Regions from separate parts of the Ovis aries genome. Here region 1 is linked to region 2. The links are chromatin contacts, called in public Hi-C maps. All regions are on one chromosome and are shown on one strand. The core of a region is the stretch at or near the end of the contact, and the rest is flanking DNA. Distances in the headings are between cores, read along the strand shown.

Region 1 (6,155 bases), core at 103-2,602, 68 kb before region 2:
ATCATTCTAGACTTCCTCACAATGAAAAACTTGGTATTCATCATTCACTATTCATTTCCTTAATTGTTCATTTCCAGTGTTCATGTATATTGGTTTCATCAGTATTCCACCAGTTTTTTTTTTAATCAATCTTATCTATCTCTTCTTGCTTCCGGCGCACTAGACACCTTTTGCTCCCTTCGGTTGTAGCCACGTACATAGGTGTTTGTACTCGAATATTTTGTCAAATGAGGGCGTGACACAGATCTTCCTTAAAGCTGGATGTCACCTACCCCTCACTTCCTTTGGTCTCCTTAGCCATCATCACCTTCCCCCTTCTCTACATTCTGGTGGAGCAGGGGCGGAGGAGCTGTGAGTCCCGAAGGAGACTGTGGCAGACGAGGAGACAGTCGGCCCCCAGTTCAGAGGCCTGCTCCATTATTCCCTCTGAGGCTGGAGTACAACACACGACCCGTTTTCATGATCTCTTTCCATTCAACAACGATTGTGGAGCCCAGACTACGCGCACACCGGGCCCTGAGCAGGAGTCAGCCCGCCCCGCGGCGAGATCAGTCATCAACAGCTCCAGCGATCGGAGGGCGGTGCGGCGCTGCAGGAGCGAGCGTCCAACGGGGGGCGCCATGCCGGGCCTGGAAAGGTGCGCGCCCTCGCTGCCTCAGAGCGTTCCCTCCTTTTCGCCGCCGCCCGCAAGACGGAACAACGCTGAAACGCTCCCGCCGCCGCCCGCCAGCCAGCCCTCCTGCGCGGCCCCGCCCCCCGCCAGGCCCCGCCCATCACACGCCCCGCCCACCCGCCGAGCCCACGCTCCGGCCCCAGACGATATTCACCGGAAATTCCCGAAGCCCCTCTCTTTTTTTTTTTTTTCCCCCTTCCTCTCCTTTCCCTGCTCTCCCTTTTCCTTTCACCCGGGTTCCCTCCGCCGTGATTTTCCCCCCTCCCCTCTCCTTCCTTTCCCCATCTGAAATCAAGATGGAGGCTCGCAGCGGCCGCCGGCGTCCGTGATCGCGGAGCTCCCGCCGGCCCCCTCGGGCCCCCCCATCCCCCGCCGCCCTCGCGACTGCGTGTCCGGCGCCGCGGTGCGCGTGGCTGCCCGCGCTCCGGCCGGCGCTGCCGAGGCCGTGGCTCCGCGCTCCCGCCCCGCGGCCGGCTCGCGGCTCCCGGGCGGAGTCCTCGTCTATGTGGGCGCGCTCCTCGGGCCGAGCCGCCGCCGCCGCCCGCCGCCGCCGCCGCCGCCCCGGGGCTCTGCGTCCACGCGCCGGGCGCGGACAGCAGGGCGATCGGCGCCGCCAGGCCCGGCGCGGAGCGGGCGGCGCGCGGCGCTAGGGGCGCGGGGCCCGAGCCGGGCGCGGCCGCGGGCGCAGCCGCAGCCATGAGCGGCAGCAGCAGCAGCGGCGGCGGCGGTGCTGCCGCCGCCCCCGCCGCGTCCTCCGGCCCCGCCGCTGCGGCCAGCGCGGCGAGCTCGGGCTGCGGGGGCGGCGCCGGCGAGGGAGCCGAGGAGGCGGCCAAGGACCTGGCCGACATCGCGGCCTTCTTCCGATCCGGTGAGTGCACCCGCGCCGCTGCCCGCGCGCTCCGCCACCGGCCCCCGCCGTGGAGGCGCGGTCCGCGGTCCCCGGCGCGCCTGGTTCTTGCTCGCCCGCCCATCGGGCTTCGGAGCGCGCCCGCCCAGGCCGCTGCCCTGCGCCCCAACACCCGCGGGTCCCGTTGCCCGCGCCGCCCCGAGCGCCGCGGATCGGCCCGGGCGCCTCCGGCTCGCCCTTCCCTTCGCCCCCGCCCCTGGTTTCCCGGGTGAAATCTCCCCGTCGCCCGCCCCAGCGGCTACCGCTCCACCGGTTGGGGCGCCGGCTCTTTGTCTCCTTCGCGGGAGGGCGGATGAGGCGGCGGCGGCAGGGACGGCGAGGGCGGAGGCCCCCCTGTTCCCCGGAGGCCGAGCGGACGGGGGCGGCGGGGCCGGGCCCCGGGAAAGCGGTCTCTCATTTGGCCTGATCTCCGTGGCCGATTTGTCTGTGGTCCCTCCTCAGCTCCATAAGCAGCCAGGTTTCTTCTCTCGTCTGTCACCTCCCCGGCCTCGATCTACACTTCTGTGAAACGGGGCTGCCGGGGCACTGGCCGCCCGGGGAGGGGAGGAGGGCGGTGATGGCTGAAATGGAGCGCGGCCGGCCGGGCGATGGGTGAGCCATTGTCTCCGGGGGTAGCCCGGGAGAGACACTCTGGGGACGTGGTGGCCCCGGGGGTGGAGATGCGGGGCCGGCACGCGCTGGGCCCTGCCCGGCAGGTAGTGCCGGGGTGGCCGTGTGTCTCTTGGGCAAAGAGGAGGGAGTTGGTCACGGGAGAGGCGAGCTTTGCGACCCGCCCGCGGGGAACCGGCGCGGGAGGCGTGACAGGGCGTCCTGGGGACCCCGGCGGCGGCGCCTCGTCCAGCCCGCTCCCTTGTGTCCCCGCGCCCAGTCCAGTTTGTTCGCTCGTCCGGGCCACCTCGCGGCCCCGCAGCGCGGTGCCCGGCGGACCAGGCGCGGGGCAGGGAGGTTGCAGACTGGGCGCTGGAAAGCCGAGGAGGGCGGGCCAGGCCGGGGCGGGCGGATGGGCGCGGGGCGCGCGCGGGGTGCTGGTGGCAGCTCCCGGGAGGACGTCGGGGGAGCGGACTGCGACGGGGCGCCCGCCGGAGGCCGGAGGCTCACGTTTCTTCGTGGCCCCTTTCAAAATCCAGTCGCCAGATCCTGTGAGATCAGATGGGTGATCCGGTGAGTTCAGATGGGTAATCCGGGTCGCAGGGAGCAATTTGCAGCGGGTGCGCGATGGTCGGAAGCAGAAGTTAGCCTTGCCGGGTAGAGCCCTGGTTTAGTAGTACTGTCTTCCCTCGTTTTCTTGATCCTTGCCAGGCGGGGTTCGTTTTGAGTCGTTTTAACAGATTGGTTGTGGCTGGGAGTGACACTCGCTGACTCTGCTGTCAGCTTGGGGTTAATACACTCCCCAGTGCTCTCTCTCCCTGTGAGGTCCCCGCAGAAAGCAAAGGTTTAGGAAAACACAAACTCCTTCAAATGAAAGCCTTTTTTTGTGTGCAACTCGCCCGATAGAGCAGCCCCATCTTACCACTTAATAGCAGACCTGGGACGTCTTCCCTTCATGCCCTGAAGCTAAGTCTAGCCTGTCTTCTCTCTCTCTCTCTCTCTCTCTCTCTCTCTCTCCACCACCTGTCACAGAATAATAGATTCTGTGCAGAATCCAGCGCCTTTCAAAGGCGTGTGTGCCCTGGAGAGGGAATTTTTGGTGCTTATGAGGCCAGACTTTCTTACATCTTCATTATGCACAGTAGAGAAATCACTTCTGCTCATAAGAGCCTCAGAAGACATCAAGTTGGACTGGATGCTCACAGAATACTTGCTCTCAGTTACTGTGGCTCTCCCCAGGGTTTACCTGTTGGTTGCTAGGGGCCTCATCCTGTATTTGCTCCTGTTCATGTTCACTTTGGGGTAGAACCAGTCCATGCTGGTCACGAATTTGTTCTTTTCTTCCTCACTCCAAAATTGATTGGGCATACTGCCCCTTTCCTTGTTTGACTTGGAATCAGAAACCAGAGCAGATTATAAGTAGCCAGCCATTGTGCGGTCCCATCCCAGGGGTAGCCTAGAATGTCTTTTGAATGTGCTTTTCCCTCCTTAGGGCAACGCTGAATTCTTGACCTAGATCTTGGCTTCAGCATCTGGGGCAGCGATAGCTAGCAGAGAGAGAACAGAGGAGTTGGATTGATGGGTGGGGGTGGGAAGGGGCAAACGGTTAGACAGATGAAGCAGGGGGACCCTGGGTGGGGACCTCACCTGATGGAATGGCAGAGGCGGGGGTTTGGAGGGGGATGGCCCTGCTAGGCAGTTTTCATTGAATGTGGATGGTTGAACAGAGAGGTCAAGTCCATTAGTAAAACCAGACCTTCTTTCCTAAGATGTAGAAACCCAGAAAATAGGTTCTTACTGACTGGGGTGGACAGATCAGGGTGTGATTGGTTTTCCACAGTATTGTCAGCCTGGTGCTTAAGATTGCCAACCTCACTTAGACAAGGCACTTCTGCTGGTTGCCTTTCATTTCTTGGCCCTGGAACTGTTGGTTTGGCCACTTTATTTTCTTGCCTCCTTTTTGTTCCTTGTCCATACTGTAAAATTTACTTTTATCCTTGTAGTTGCTGAGTGAAAACTGATAACTATGATTGGATGAAAGGAGAATTTAGCTTATTAGAACTTTTACATAATTAGAGCAGTTCAGGAATAGAATGCAAGGCCATGATTACTGGATGCACTCAAGCAGGGGACTGCCACCTGCCTGGGTTGGGAGCTGGGACCTGGGGGCAGGACTCCTGCACTTGGAGAGGGTTTAGGGGGTGGCTCCAGGGCTTTTAACCTCCTTGGACTCTGTGGTTCCCTCTGAGCTCCTAGCTCCTACTGGTCATTCTTTAGTTTTCTTGTCAAAAGGCATCACAAACATGAGCTAGTCCATTTAAAACAATTTTTTTAAAAGTTTACAGAAGAGGAATCAGACTTCCAGGGAGGCTGAGTGACCTGTTCAGAAGACAACTCTGGTAGAGTTGTGGTCAGGGCCAGGAAGCACTTCCCTCACTCTGGTACTCTTTCCCCAGTTGCCTGTCATGGCCAGGACTTTGCTTACCAGGATTAGTTCTCAATCCCGCTGGGACCAATCACTTTTATTGCCAATCTATTTTGGGGCCCTGTTCTTGTGACAATAAATCATTCTTTCAGAGCTCTCTATTTAACCTTGCAAGAGTGTGTGTGTGTGTGTGTGTCTGTCTGTCTGTCTGGTGGGGGTACTTACATAAATGCCTTATTTTTAACCTGCCTGGTATGTTTCAGGTTGGTATTATATGAACATGCAGAGCATAAGGGTTTGTGGTTCTTCTGAAAGGTTGTCAGCTCACTGGGCTAGGTTCCTTTCCTTACTGAGTGTTACTTCTGGACCCGTTGCTGCAGCCCTTCCCTTTCCAATATGTGAAGACACTTGAGTCAGTTACTTAAGGAGAGAGCAGGGTGCATGTCCTATGTTGATATAATGATTTCCTCATGGAATATTGAGGGAACTTGTCTTCAGATTTCTGCTTCTAACACCACTAAGTCGCTGGCCTCTGAGCTTGCCCTGCTGCTTCTGTGTATATTTAGAAGCCTGGCAGCTTTGGTCTTTGTGAGCACCAATAATAATTATTGTATTAAGAAGTCAGTCCTTGTTACCCTCAATATTTTGAAAAGGAAAGCAGAAGAAAATGTAACTTGATAGTGAATGTTGGTTTCCCCCTTTTCAGTGGCACAGTGAGGTTCCGTTTTAGATGAGACGAAAGAGGGAGCTGGAAGTATCCTAGCAGTGATTTTCAGGAAATCAGAGGGCAGTAAAAAAAAACAAAAACAAAACAAAAAAAACATTGAAGGAAACTTTCCATTAAGACCTTGTAAACTGACTTATTGACATAGACAATTGTATTTTTTCCTTTGCAGTTTAACCATCCACGATTCAAATGAAGATTTAGATGAAGCCATTTACACCGTTTAAATGATTAATCAAAATTTAAGTGAAGCCAGTGGTTCTGTTCAAGGTGTGGCATGTAGTTTAAATTTGTTCAGGTGTGTATTAAAAATATTTGATGAGCATGGGCTTTTCAGGCCTTTTAAATCTTGTGATAAATGTGGGATCCGTTTCTGAGTGAAAGATGTGTTTGGATTGGTCATAATCTAAATCAGCCGTATCTGATATTTATTTTCTTGACTCTTCCACTGAGGAAATAAAATTTTATCTCATATCCTTGGCGGCATTCCAGAGAAAAGTCCAATTCTTAATCAATAGCCACACTTTGCCTAGTCAAGTCACTTACGTTGATAGGGATGAATTGTGTTGTACTATAAAAAGCCGCCTTAACAACCCCCTTCATTCCCTCTCGGTTCTCTAATGAATTGGTTTTTTATTTCCTTAAGTGCATTGTCTAGACGGATTTTTAGTGGTGCCGCTGGCAGAACAGGAGCCCCCTTGGTGCGCGGGGAAGAATGGTTGTGGGAGAGAACCCCGCCGCGTTCCCGGGAAAGGGGGCGGCGCCTCCGCCGCGGCTCCGTTCTTCCTCTCGCGAGCGTTTGGCCTAATCGCCTGGGCGAACGCCCCGGGGCGGCTGT
Region 2 (6,053 bases), core at 2,050-4,549:
TACAGAAGAGGAACAAACTGAGTTTTTTTGGAAAGTTGATATTAAAATAGACTTAAAAATTTAAATATTTGAAAAATAAAAACAATTTTGAACAGCTTGTTTTAAAGGAAGGTTTGCTTGCTACATGTACTCCTGTGTGCTTGTAATATTTTATATGTCAAAGGTGACATCTGTTCTTAATATTTTTTAAATAAATTCTTGACCTTGTCCCTTGGTTTGGCCTTCTCCTACCTTCACCTTGAAAGGAGTGACTATTTGGGAGAGCGTGTGCACAGTTGTGAGTCTGTAAAAACGAGTCCAGTTGCATGCACGCTCAGACACGCATTTGCACTGCTGTCATTGAATCACGTCTCAGGCAGGCAGGGTGTTTCACGAAGCCTGTTCAAGGTTTAAATGCTGGCCTGGGCCAGTTACACAAAACAGAAATGCCCACAGAAGGGCTGGAACAGGTAGGTAAGAATTGTTGGCGTGATTGAAGAGGAAAGAAAGAGCTAATTCTTAATTTTCCTGAATGACTGGGAGAACAAAACAATTGGTTCCCTTCTGACCAGGGTAAAGTCTGCTGAGCGTAGCCAGGAAGAGAGGGTTTGAAATTCCACCGCTTTATATTTTGAATTTACATGTTGTGTTTGAATTTTATTTGGTCCAGGAATTTTGAGAAAGTGAGTCTTCTGTCTTTTATTTGTGCAGGATACATACTGGTTCACCTGTTTTCTAGCAATCAAAGAAACCCAAAGGGACATGTTAGGATGATGAAAGCAGTGTACAGTTAGTGAGTGATGGAGCCAAGATGAGTGGATCTACTGATAGAAAATTTATTGCCTCTAACAAAGGTTTGCTTCCCAGGTGGCTCAGATAGTAAAGAATCTACCTACAATGCGGGAGACCTGGGTTCAATCCCTGGGTTGGGAAGATCCCCTGGAGGGGAGGACATGGCAACCTACTCCATTATTCTTGCTTGGAGAATCCCCATGGGCAGAGGAGCTTGGTGGTCTACAGTCCAGAGGGGTTTTCAGAGTAGGACATGACTAAGCAACTAAGCACAAGAAAGGTTTGAGACCTTGAGGAACAATGAGTGTATATGCTAGAGGGATTTAGAACAGGTCAGAGCCTCTTCCCCCTCCTAGATGTTGGTTTCGTGCAGATAACCTTACAACCACTGATAAGGATGAGAGGAAAACTAGCCTGCTTTGTACTTAAAAATATCAGTAATTCAAGTTGGGGCAGAAAGATGCCTGTGAGTGCAATGAAGAGGAAGGGGAAAATACATTTTCCCCCCCTTTAATTCTTCCTCCCTCTCCACCTCCTCCTCCTCCCTCCCACCCCAACTCCTTGAAAATATATATTAACCTGTAATTGACTAGCTGCTGGCAGAGGAGAGCATGTAGCTTAGCAGGCCAGGGCACTGGGCTCTTCTTACTGGTTGGGTAGTTCACTTAAGCCATGTTTGTTTCCAAACTTGTTTATGTCAGGGGTACTTTTGCTATCAGTATATGTAATTCAACGTTATCTAAGTGTTTAAGACATGAGTGGGAAAAGAAAAGGTATCTGTAAAAGCTAAAATGAATGATATGGGAAGATTTGATAAAGGCAGTACATTTAAGGTGAGCTGTCATATCGAGTGTGGGAGAGGCCATTGTAAAAAGAGGAAATTTTTGTAAATATCTCTAAGCATTTTGTCCTTAGATTTCTTCTGGAATGATTCTATATACCAGCTTCATTTAAGGATGAATACCCGGATTGGTATATTAGGGTTTATGCAAGTAGGACCCTGAAGGCATCTCATCCAGGGATTCATACTCAGAGAAAAGACCTTAGCCTGGGCCCAGAGATGACAGCGAGGGGCCGGCCTCTCAAAGTGGACTTGGCATTGTGTTGTATTGAGCAGGAGGAGGACAGAGACAGAATCTTTTAACGTGTGTCCTTGTGATGGCTTTCTGCTTTAACTGACTTGGTTAAAAATTAACCGACCAAGAAAACTAGTGATCGCACTGAGAAAGAGGTCAGATGAATAGCCGACTAGCTCAGAATGGGCTGTAAATCTGTAGCGTGCTCCCGTGAAAGTTTCCTTTTTGTTTCCATCACACACGTTTAGAAAACTAGAGACGGACAGGCCGTGAAGGCTGGCTGTGACTTACTGGTGTTGGGGTCCTCTGGCTGACTTGGTAGACCAGCAAGCCTTGGTGTGCACGATCAGAACCTCCATGTCTCAAGGAAGGTGATGCTGTGGATCACTTAGGCAGGGCCCCAGGAGGATTCATCTCTCATGCTTCGTTCCACAGTCAGGGAAACTGAGGCTGTTGGTCCCAGTCTTCCAGGTGTTGGGCCACACTGACACTGCCGGCCAGCTCAACAGGCCCCTCCATAGCTTTGGACTCCTGAAAGCCCATGGGCTGGTCTCAGGGTGATTGGGAAATAGAGGTTGACCTGACCGACACCCCCCCCCCCCCCCCCCCACACACACACAGCTTTTTGAAAAAGTTACAAAAAATCTATTATTTAAAGTCTGTATCTGCCCTGGCTCACTAGAAAGGGTGAAAGAACACAGCAGAGGGATGGAAACCTATTATAATACAAATCAGAAATCAATTCTATTGTCACCTTATTTCGAGTAATGATCTTTTAATGGATGGATTAAAATGAGTGTTATATTTCAGTTGGATGATATAGGGCCTCATTGATTTGTCTGTGACATGAGTCGATGCATGTGTATAGACGAGGGAATGTTCTGTCTGCTTCTGACCTTAGGCAATGAAACACGTCCTGTCTCAGATCATTTTGCCTCTCATTGATTTCAGATCAGCAGCATAATGTTTTGTTTTTGTTTTTCTTTTACATTAAAGTAGCTGGAGAAGGAAATGGCAACCCACTCCAGTGTTCTTGCCTGGAGAATCCCAGGGACGGGGGAGCCTGGTGGGCTGCTGTCTCTGGGGTCGCACAGAGTCAGACATGACTGAAGTGACTTAGCAGCAGCAGCAGCATACTGCATTACTCCTGTTAATAAGTTCAGTAGTAAGAACAGAGAAATGAATTTACGTTAAGTAAAACAGCCTAGAAATGTATTGCACTTTATTATGTTTTTATGTTTTACTAGTGAATGTGCTAGTGTTAAAAATTTTGTTTTCTTTTCCCTTTTGACCTTCTTTGTTTCGACCTGGATTCTTTACATGTGACCTGGAGAATGCTTTTCACCTGCTCTGAACTTTGATTTTTCATCCATAAAATGAAGACTTAACTAAATGACCCCTAAGGTCTCTCTGACTCTGACCCAGTGACCTCAGGAAGTGTGTGATCTCATCTGTGTGCACAAATCTTTATTTGCAGTCACATCAGTGACATGAGTTAAAGTCTACTCCCCAGAAGTATGCGGAAATTGGGAAACCACATTATTGGTCTTATTCTTCCGAAATAGACGACTGGGTTTGAGCAAGACACTAGTGGGAAGAACCGGTCATTAATTTATGCTGGTTTGGTCATTTTTTGTTTATTTACACTTTAGTGATTAAGAACTTGTGTTCTGGAGTCCACTTTGAATCAGTGCCTCACTTTGTAATCAGAGGTCTCGGACCTCTGGTTTACTTTCTCTATGAACTGGGAGTGACAAATGGTAACGACTACCTCCCAGCGTCATCTTGATGCTTCGGTGAGATAATCCATGCAGAACCAGGCACATAGTGCAAGCTTAGTCGGCTATTCAGATTGTGACCATGAGTTTTCATTGTCGCAGTAAACCTGTAGAAACGTGTTTCCTTCCCTACGTTTGTCAGGGTTCTCTGAATCTGCCCTATCATCTGATTGGACAGTGGAGACACTGCAGACACTTCTAGAATTTATAAACAGGCCTGGTGCGCATGAATTAGCTTTCGTCCAGTGTTGACCTTAGGGTCCTACTTGTCCAGTCATTGGTGTTAAGCCTTGCATCCCCATTTAATTATATGATTATTTGAAAAGATGCTTCAGACAACAAGGTGGTTTTTATCTTCTTTCTTGTATTTGCGTCACCTTTTCTGGATGACTGGAGTTCGTGTCGGACACCCTGCCTGTTCAGAGAACTGAATGGTCATTGGAATATTGATGGCTTTTTATAAATAATCTCTGGTCCCGAACTCTTGTCCTGTTACTGACGCCGAGGTATCTTGAGGATGGAGGAGCTTTTCTTTTAATACATCCTGTAGACTTCTGTATGGCAGTTCCCAGCCATGCCTCTTGGGTTTTAAACACCCATTGTATCATTTGACTTGCCATGCACCGGCTGTGCGGTTCCTTTTAGTGTGTGCTGAAACGGGAGCAGGTGTGTAAATTGGCTTGTTTATCTTTTAACATGGTTCTGTCATTGGAGGATACTACCTGAGTGTGTTCTGAACTGGGTCAGCGCTTTTTCCTCTTTTCTGTGTTTTTCATTTGTTTTATGAGGTCAAATCCTTATGATAACCTTGTGTGTTGAGGGGTGGCAGCTGAGGCTCCAAGGCTGGGCAGGGGGAGCAAGCATTGGAGTCAGGCAGCCTGGCCCCAGAGCCGGCTTCTCCTGCTCAGCCACCCCTCTTAAGACCCTCCGATGCCACCAGAAACCCCCTGGGACGCAGAGGCCGCGGGGCCCTCGGGCCCAGGGAGCGGGCGCAGAGGCCTGGACGTGTCTGCTGAGGAGCAGGTGTGAGTGTGAGGTGGCGGGGAGACGCCTGCGGTCCTCCAGTGCCTCTGTTCTGCTGTATGTATCCTCCGTCCTCCGTTGGGCTTCCCTGGTGGCTCAGTGGTAAAGAATCCACCTGCCAGTGCAGGAGACTTGGGTTCCACTCCTGGGTCAGGAAGATCCCCTGGAGGAGGAAATGGCAACCCACTCCAGTATTTCCTGGGAGATCTCATGGACAGAGGAGACAGGTGGGCTGCAGTCCATGGGGTCGCAAAAGAGTTGGACATGACCTAGTGACTAAAAGGCAACATCTTCCACTCGTCCCACTTTCAAGTGGATATTTGTTATTAAAATTATCTAGAACCAATAAATAGGGAAATAGCAACCCACTCCAGTATTCTTGCCTGGAGAATCGCACAGGCAGAGGAGCCTGGCGAGCCAAGGTCCATGGGGTTGTAGAGAGTCGGACACGACTGAAGCAACTAAGTAAGCAGAGCCAATAGCAGCAGAACCCCAAATGCTAGCCCCCCTGTACAGTCTGGGTCCGCTCTGTCAGGTGTCCGACTCTGTCTGTCACGGTCCCCAGGGAGCACACAGGACAGAATCACCCAGCTGCATCTGAAGATGCACCCTTGGGGGTCCCCGTCTTACCATTGAGTGTGGCCCTTCCGGTCACCTCCCGGCCTCCCCGTCTCAGGATGAATGAGAGCATCATTAATGCCCACATGTCATCAGCATTTCTTTCTCCTCCCCCACATGCCCAGGTAGAATCGGTTTGCTGGAGGGATTGGGTCCTGGTGGTGTCCCAGGCAGCCCACGCCAGGGCAGTTTGCTCAGTCACAGACACGCTTAGTTGTTAAAATCACATCTCTCATTTACAGGAGAATTGCCTTTTCTGAAAGATGACAAGGGCACACTTGACCCAGAGAAAATAGTAAAGGAAAACCACGAGCAGCTATTTCAAACATGGGTCCCACTCCTGAAGCTGGGGAGCCCGAGGTGGCCTCGACACCAGGCAGGGTCCTGGTTCCTTCCATGGCACACACAGACGTGACAGTGTGCGGTTCCTCATTGAGAAATCTGAAAGTACCTTGTGTTTTATGTTACCAGTGCTGATAATGTTAGCCTAAGGTTTGGAGTCTGAGGTTTGGGAAAACAGTAAAGGAATAACATTTCACATGTTTGAAATCAGACATTAAAAAACACTCAATAACTTTCAGAAACAAGGCTGCTTTTCTTATTAAAGGAATGAAGATGTTTTCTTAATCAGCTGATTTTTAGTATAACTGTAATTTATGTCTCTTGGGGAGGGGAAAGTTTATCGTTTACCTTCTCCAAGCAGGTTGGATTTTAAAATGACTTTTGATGATTGAAGAAGGCCACCAGCTTCAGTAAGAAATTGAAAGGAACATAAGCATACTGTTTT

The links. Hi-C and Micro-C count contacts between places; a contact is called where the count stands out from the background.
Region 1: a contact with region 2 is called in a Hi-C map of liver, with 2.3 times the contacts expected there. The contact joins the promoter of TRIO here to the enhancer-like site in region 2. A contact is called at or near these places in 2 of 16 Hi-C or Micro-C datasets (liver and tail adipose tissue).

Annotation. Positions count from the first base shown.
Region 1 is chr16:59,154,670-59,160,824 of ARS-UI_Ramb_v3.0, reverse strand. It overlaps TRIO (trio Rho guanine nucleotide exchange factor), which reads left to right and starts at 1,352. Exons shown (of 57, transcript XM_060400268.1): 1 at 1,352-1,541. The coding sequence starts at 1,370.
Region 2 is chr16:59,088,262-59,094,314 of ARS-UI_Ramb_v3.0, reverse strand. All of the region lies in intron 1 of TRIO (trio Rho guanine nucleotide exchange factor), which reads left to right. LOC132657922 (a long non-coding RNA gene) reads left to right here. Exons shown (of 2, transcript XR_009596722.1): 2 at 1-6,053. Among named protein-coding and RNA genes, the nearest start is that of TRIO, 68 kb to the left of the region's middle. Within about 2 kb of position 3,299, at least 4 of the 54 cell types and tissues checked have an H3K27ac peak or open chromatin away from gene starts, as enhancers often do. A contact at or near this core is called in liver, where this site is marked.